2 separate regions of the Mus musculus genome follow, and region 1 is linked to region 2. The links are chromatin contacts, called in public promoter capture Hi-C maps. All regions are on one chromosome and are shown on one strand. Each heading gives the region's core, a stretch centred on a gene start, on an enhancer-like site or on the middle of the called end of the contact. The rest is flanking DNA. Distances are from core to core; before and after follow the strand shown.

The links. Capture Hi-C pulls out chosen DNA fragments and counts their contacts.
Region 1: a promoter capture Hi-C map of adipose tissue shows a contact between it and region 2. The contact joins the promoter of Trappc4 here to the promoter of Cxcr5 in region 2. A contact is called at or near these places in 2 of 39 promoter capture datasets (the HPC-7 cell line and liver), 2 of 484 Hi-C or Micro-C datasets (B cells and regulatory T cells), 7 of 115 datasets of contacts at active chromatin or transcription factors (the SCID.adh cell line, bone marrow-derived macrophages, effector CD8 T cells and 2 more) and 3 of 9 other capture datasets (adipose tissue, liver and pancreatic islet).

The regions. Positions count from the first base shown.
Region 1 is chr9:44,405,311-44,409,224 of GRCm38.p6, forward strand. It overlaps Trappc4 (trafficking protein particle complex 4), which reads right to left and starts at 2,238. Exons shown (of 5, transcript NM_021789.2): 1 at 1,817-2,238; 2 at 1,494-1,668; 3 at 1-36. The coding sequence starts at 1,991. It overlaps Rps25 (ribosomal protein S25), which reads left to right and starts at 2,404. Exons shown (of 5, transcript NM_024266.3): 1 at 2,404-2,447; 2 at 2,678-2,773; 3 at 3,376-3,559. The coding sequence starts at 2,445.
Region 2 is chr9:44,523,870-44,527,755 of GRCm38.p6, forward strand. It overlaps Cxcr5 (chemokine (C-X-C motif) receptor 5), which reads right to left and starts at 2,575. Exons shown (of 2, transcript NM_007551.3): 1 at 2,453-2,575. The coding sequence starts at 2,509.

The DNA of each region.
Region 1 (3,914 bases), core at 988-3,487, 120 kb before region 2:
TGTTCCGGAGATAGCTGGGAACCAATGGCAAAGAGCCTGTATGCAAAAGAGGTAAAGTTGGGAATGCACCATGTGACATGAAGGGAAAGTCCTCAACCTTTTCCACTCAAGTACCCAATCTTTGGAGGAATTCACTTTCCAGGGCCAGTCAGGAGAAATACTGTGAACAGTCTAGCAGGAGTGTCAACATTTCTTTTAGGTTTATCTCCCTTCTGTACACACTATATCTTATACACTTTGCTACAAAACATTGTTTCCCTAAGATTTATTTAATTTTTATTTACCATCTCACTTAGTCACCTGGTGACAGAGAAGTCACTCCATCTCTAGCCGCCTCTGTAGGCTGCTTTATGTAGCAATAAAAACTAAAAATGGGCTTATGGAAGTGTATGAGTGTTTTTGCCTGCATGGATGCATGTGTACCACATATGTGCCTGGTGACTATGGAAGCCAGAAGAAGCCATCACGTCCCTTCCAATAGGAGTTGGTTGTGAGCCACCATGTGGATGCTAGCTCTCTGCAAGAACAGCAAACACCAAACCATTTCTTCAGCCCCAAACTGAAACATGTTATACTAAACGTGTTAGCTAAAGCCAACATGCTACGGAATACGTACCTTATTAGTTCATGGCTACTGCTATGTCAACACACCTTACACTACAGGCAGTCACAGGAAGACTTTCTTTCTTTCTCTTTTTTTTTTTTTTTTTTTTGAGACAGGGTTTCTCTGTGTAGCCATGGCTGTCCTGGAACTCACCCTTATAGACCAGGCTGGCCTCAAACTTAGAAATCCGCCTGCCTCTGCCTCCCAAGTGCTGGGATCAAAGGCATGCGCCACGCCCGGCTACAGAAAGAATTTCAATGTCCACTTAATTTAATTATCTAATTAAGTGGTGGTGGTGGTGATTGGCACACGCCTTTAAACCCAGCGCTTGGAAGGCAGAGAGAAGTGGATCTCTGAGTTTGAGGCTAGGCTGGTCTACAGAGTGAGTTCCAAGACAACCTAGTCTTCCACTAGCAGCCTTTGGATTAAGACATAGAACTCTCAGCTCCTCCTGCGTCATGCCTGCCTGGATACTGCCATGCTCTCACCTTGATGATAATGGACTGAACCTCTGAACCTGTAAGCCAGCCCCAATTAAATGTTTTTTATAAGACTTGCCTTGGTCATGGTGTCTGTTCACAGCAGTAAAACCCTAATACAGAAGTTGAAGAGAAACCCTATCCCCCCCAAATTTTTTTTTTTCAAAAATTCAATTACCTTATGTTAATGATGAAGAAACTAGGGTCAAGAGGACAAGACCTGACTGGGCAAAAATCAAACTACCTCAAACCTGGCTATAGTTGACATTTCTTCATAAAAAGAGTTCAGCCACTTAAAGAGGTACACAGTAATTGTACCTCTTTAAGTACACAAAGAAACACTTTAGCCGGCCTAGAGACAGATGCACTAGTCAGGGGAGGAAATGTTTAAAAGGGGTAGGGAAACTTACGAGTGGAACATCGAGGCCAGCATAAGCTTCTCGTTAGAGGTAAGGCGGGGCCGGCCGAATCGGATGGAAACCGGGTAATTCGCAGGGTTACCCAGATACTCCAGCACTTCTTTCCCGTCAGCCGTGTACTTGCCATTCACGTCCATGCCATTGATGGCCAACACTGCATGGCCCACTACAAGAAGAGTGGCTAAGGATCAGAGATGGCCCGGGCCACTCCCCGCCCCGCTTACTCCCACTCCCATTCTTTCACTCTCACTCCCACTCCCACCCCGCACCAGCCCACTTCCGCAGCGCCAGCCCCGCCCTCGAGCCCGGCCCACCCCGGATGCCGTCGCGCTGGCCGAAAGCGACCAGCACGCGTTCGTCGTGCAGTTTCAGCAGCAGGTCCAGCGGGTAACTGAAAGTCTTCTCAGCCTCAGCCCGTGGCGAATAGCTGTCCCACTGGTAAATCAGGCCGCCGGCTTTGTTCACCACGTACACGCTAAAAATCGCCATCACTGTGCTACGGATAGGGTACTACGATCCCGCCCCTTCCAGGCGCTCCAGTCCCGGAACTGGTGTCATAGCCTCGCCTCTGCTCTCCCTCCTGCGGCCCTCCCCCCTCCTAAAGCGCACGCGCAAGCCAAGGCCCCCATTGCTTTAACAAACACATTTCTGGGAACTGGCCTACTGTATTTCTCAGTGACAGAGCAGAGAATTAGTGGCTGTTGGGTGACCCGCAGCAAAGTGCAGCAATTTTACGACCAGTCTCAGAGTTTGCAGGTTGGAAGTCACGCCCCCTATCCCATCCCACAAGAGGCGGAGTTTAGCCAAGACGTGGCTCCACCCATTGCCCCGGAAGTACTCTCTCGAGGCAGAGGTTTCTGGGATTGTTGGGCCACCGGGCTTCCTTTTTTTCCGACATCTTAGCGAGGCTGCTGTGGTCTACACGACTCTCTGAGCTTCGCCATGGTAAGGCCCGCGAGGGTTGAGCAGTGGGGTTCAGAGGATCGGGCGGTGCTGGGGGGAGGTGGAGGCGACCCTACACGGACTGCTTCGTGACCCGCGGGCCTGCCTCTCCGGGCGGCTGCCGCCATCGTGTCCATGTGCTCCGGCGGCGGCGCCTGGGTGGGTGAAGGGCTGCGATCGGGGTGCATGGGACCACCATGTGACTGGCCTGCACTCCCGCTTTCTTCCCCTAGCCTCCCAAAGACGACAAGAAGAAGAAAGATGCCGGAAAGTCGGCCAAAAAGGATAAAGACCCAGTAAATAAATCTGGTGGCAAGGCCAAGAAGAAGGTAGGCGATAGCTATTTGTAATGGGAATCTGTGGGACCTGTCGTGAACTTGTGCTGTAAGTTTTTCCCCAGATACCGAATTCTAAAATCACATAGTCACTTTAAGAATACAGTGGTGTAATACTTTTATAAAGTAATGGTATTAAACCTTATTAATGTTACGACCCTTTTAAGATGGTTCCCCTTTTGACCACCAGCTGTGAAATTACTATTTGTTTTTTCAAGATGGGTTTCTCTGAATAGCCCTGACTGTCCTGAACTCACTCTGTAGACCAGGCTGGCCTCGAACTTAGAAATCTGCCTGCCTCGGCCTCCCGAGTGCTGGGATTAAAGGCATGTGCCACCACTGCCCAGCTCATGAAATTATTTTTTTTTTTATGAAATTATTTTTGTTGTTGCTACTTAATAGTTTTGCTACTGCTATGAACTGTAAGGCATATGTCTGGTCTTCAGGGTATCTGATAGCGACTCCAAAGTTGCCAATGCAATAAGCCAAGAAGTCTCTAATTTCCCTGAGATGATCGTGACAGAGCTTTCTCAGATGCTTGATGTTAGGGAGCAAAGGGATGGTTCTGACTGGTTCTCATTTGTTTTGATGAGCAGAAGTGGTCCAAAGGCAAAGTTCGGGACAAGTTGAACAATCTTGTCCTGTTCGACAAAGCGACATACGACAAGCTCTGTAAGGAGGTTCCGAACTATAAGCTTATTACTCCAGCCGTGGTCTCTGAGAGACTGAAGATTCGCGGTTCCTTGGCCAGGGCAGCCCTTCAGGAGCTCCTTAGTAAAGGTAGGTGATGTGCCCTTGTTCTTACCAGTGCATTGTCTTGTTGGGAGCAGTATGACTGGAAAGACTTATGAAGGATAGACTGACTTCCAGAGTCTTAAGTTTTAGTAACTTCAGTGTCCTGCATTCCTTTGCAGTCCTTGAATTCCTGGCCCTTTTTATTTATTTATTTATTGCTTCTCCGTTAATTGGGATTAAAGTCCAGAGTACCACCTTGCCTTGTTATTTTGGAATGCCATCTCACTTTGTTGTCCGGGCAAATTATTCTCCTGCCTCTGGTGGGATTTTTTTTGTTTGTTTGTTTTTTTGTTTTTCGAGACAGGGTTTCCTCTGTGTAGCCCTGGCTGTCCTGGAACTC
Region 2 (3,886 bases), core at 1,325-3,824:
CAACAAACACGCCCGCCCACCCAAATTTTTTCAAAACAGCAACAGAAAGCATTGAGCCAAGCCTGCAGTCCTTCCAAGTGTCTGTCACAGGGCAGGAAGTGCTCCTTGGGAGAGCTGGGGATGCAGGAGGCCTTGTCATACTGTCTTGTCCAGTATGACAGACAGACAGAGCAAAACAGAAACCCATTGTTTTATGGAGAAGCCACTAATGCTAAACTTTTCTGCCAGTTCTGTCTTTCCAGGACATGCATGCTATGACAGAATAGGGCAGTATGCCAAGGCCGGTCATGGCCTTTTAGAAGGTGAGTGGGGCCAAAGAGGAGGATCTGTGTTTCAGAGTGACAACCACCCTTGAAGAGAGTGGGTGGTGGGTGAAGGAAGAACGTGTCTGATTGAAGGACTCCAGGGACAGGGTTGTCTTAGAACCCCTGGACTCCTAGCTAGATGTCTGGGCACATAGCTCAGGGCCTTGGGTTTGATATGTGTCATGAAAGAAGTTTCTTTGCTTCTCTCCTTGGAATGTAGGTTTGCTTCATGTCATGAGCACGTCCTGCTGTCCCTCTGGCCCCCACTACCACCTGTCTCTAGTAGGTCACACTGTGATGTGAGGCGTGCAGTTAGGGGAAACTCTTGAGGTTTCTCAGAAGCCAGGAACGGCCAGGTCTCCAGGTGGTTACAAAGGCATCCAAGTGGGTCAGGGCTGATGGTCAGCTTGAGGGCAGAAGATACCACCTAACCATATCAGGGGCAGCTGGCAGTGGGGATGAGGGCAAGCAAGCGTGGGAGCACACTCCCCTGTAGAACAGTTAGGTTTTCAAAGGACTCAGGCAAGAGGACTATGAGTTTGAAGCAGATTTAGGCTACACAGAGACTCTGTTTCAAACAAACAAGCCAACAAACAACCCCACCCCCCAAATTTTTTCAAGACAACAGAAAGCATTGAGCCAAGCCTGAGGTCCTTTTATTTGCAGAATCCCCATGAGTGCCCAAGTGATGCCAGCTGAGCAGGTTCAGCAAGCCCAGCGACATAGTGGGAAGAATGATAAAGCAGACCACAGATCCTGGCGAGCTGGGAGAGTCGGGGGGAAACACCTCAAGGTGTGATTAGGGCAGGAGAGCTGATAGGACTCTGGGTTTGGAGTTCATAGAGAATAAGGCCATGATGAAGGTTCTAAGTCTACTGATGCCCATAACCCACAGCCCCACAGCCCTGGGTTTTCCCACTTGAACTGCTCCTAACAATATCCTTTGGTAGTCCAATAGCAGCCAAGTCAAGTGAACTCCTATGCTTAACTGGAAGACACTCAGGCAGGGGGCGGAGAGGGTGCCAGGCACTGCTTCCTTTCTTTGCTTGTTTCTTTCTTAAGCTCCCACCTAAGAAGCTCTTCCAAGATACTGTATCTCTAGAGATGACAGTCCCTCCCAGGGCAAAGCGACATGCTCCAAGGTGTTTTTAGGAGCAATACAGCTGCATGACTTTGACCCCTGGGGTCCTCTTCCTTGCCACGTCTGGCCTCATGCTTTCTTCATCTATACAAAATCACTGTCTAAAGCCTTCCAGCCAGGGATTAGCTCCACCTTGTCTGGACCATCAGTGACTTGAGGGCAAAGATTATGTTCTCAGTCTCTCCACCCAACACAGATGGATGTTGTATTGTGCCTTAATGATCAAGTCATTCAGCAAGATGAACAATTATATATACCTTCTTTTGGAGACAAGGTCTCAATGTGTTCTAGGCTCCCGCCCCTGAGTCTTTTGCTTCCACCTTTCTCATGCCGGGATTATAGGTGTGTACCACCACACTCTGTGCAAGCTGAGGATGAGCCTAGCAGCATGCACACTCGGCAAGCACTCTACCAACTGAGTACTCTGCCCACCCCTCCTCTCCCAGCCAACAACTCCACACTGCCTGATTGACTAGCACTGCCAGCAAACTGACATGAAGAAAACTTCCAGCCAGGTGGTGGTGGTGGCAGCGGCGGCAGCAGCAGCGGCAGCGCACACGTTTAATCTCAGTACTTGGCAGGTAGTAGGTGAGTTTGAACCTGGTCTACAGAGTTCCAGGACAGCCAATGCTTGCTTCACAGAGAAGCTCAGTCTCAAAAAAAAAAAAAAAAAAAAGCAGCAAACAAAAATACCCCTTCCAAATGACTTTGCCATTCTAACTCAGGGAGACAAGATAAACTTCTCTGTTAAAGAAGCAAGAGGCAGAGCTGGGTCCTCAGTCACACAGCAGGAGATGCCAAACCTGATCCTGTGTCTCCCACCTCCCTTTGGCATCTATTAAGGGCAACAGATATGGGAGACAATAAGAGTCTAAAAGTGGATGTATTTGCCTATGTTCTATAATCCTTGCGGCGGGATTCCCAAGCTATCCCCTCTTCCTTGACATAGTATATTTAAAGTTCCAAGCAGGACCAGAGCAGCAGGGAGCCACATGACTTGACTCACCAGGTCATCCATATTGTATGTGATGGAGCCCATGTCCAGGGTTAGTGGGTAGTTCATAGCTGCAGCTCTGCGTCACCAGGCTGGTCACTGTCTGATGTCGAGAAGGTTTGTGCTGGTGCCTATGGAGAGGTGGCAGGCGTCAGCTGCAAACTTAAACAAATGAGCCATGTGCGGTCTCCTGGGGCCAGTGAGGGCTTGCTGCTTGCCTCTCGACTCATCTCTTTTTTTTTTTTTTTCCACTGAGTCTTTTCTGGTGTGTGTGTGTGTGTGTGTGTGTTTTCCCCCTTCTTTTCTTTTCTTTTCTTTTTTTTTAAGAAAAAGGGAAACTCCCCCCACAGAGTCAGTACTACGCAAGCATTTCAGTGCCTTTCCTGGCACTCATGGTCTGAACTGGGCCAGGCGTCTGGTGTGAAGGCTGCCCCTCCCTTCTGCTCACTGGATCTCTATGAGGGATGCATATAGACTTGGGGAACTCCTCATAGAAGGGGCTAAGAAAAGAGTACTCCCAGCCTCCTCTACACACTCACTTTCCTTATCACTAGGGTGACCAACCATCCCAGTTTGCCCAGAACCAAAGAAAGTCCCCTGTCCTGGGAAACCCCTCAGTCCCAGGCGAGCCAGGGCACTTGATCAACCTGTGACTGCCATCCTTTTGCCCGGCCAGGGAGGGGGAACCCTGCCCCTCCCTCTTTTCAGCTCAAGTTTGAAAGAGTTAAGTTCTTTCAAAGGGAAGAACCCTAAGAATACTAGAAGAAAAAATGTAAAATGAAATTACCAGACAAGAGTGCAGTATAAATATGGCCATCGAGCTGTCTCTGACTCAGAGAAAAAGGTCAAAAAGGCGTTCCACCACAAGTAAACTTGTAGACACCTAGCTTGAAAGGACATGGATGGTTACCTAGGCCACCCCCACAGCTCCAATTTTACACAGGAGGACCCCGAAGCCCAGAGATGGAGACTGACCTACCCAGGATCCTGTAACGCATCAATGGTGGCAACCTTGCACCCAAGTGTCCTGACTCCACATTTGTCATCCCCTGCTTCCATCATAGCTGCTCTGCAGGCTCTCTCTGCCCCTGCTCTCTACCCCTGCTCTGTCCCATCCTGAGAGCCACTTCGTTCATGAAGACCTGTGGTGGACATTGAACCATTTCCCCTCCAGGTCTTGTCCTGGTGGGTTTTCTTCCACGGGAGGATATTTCCTGACTTAGGCCATGATAGTGTAAGATTGTACCCACTACACTATGTAGGTACTACATACGGGGCACTATTTGTGTGTGTGTGTGAGAGAGAGAGAGAGAGAGAGAGAGAGAGAGAGAGAGAAAGAGAGAGAGAGAGGGAGAGAGAGAGAGAGAGTCAGTCAGAGACAGACAGAGACAGACAACGATATAGACACACAGAGAGAGCCTATGGAGGTCAGAGGACAACTTGTGG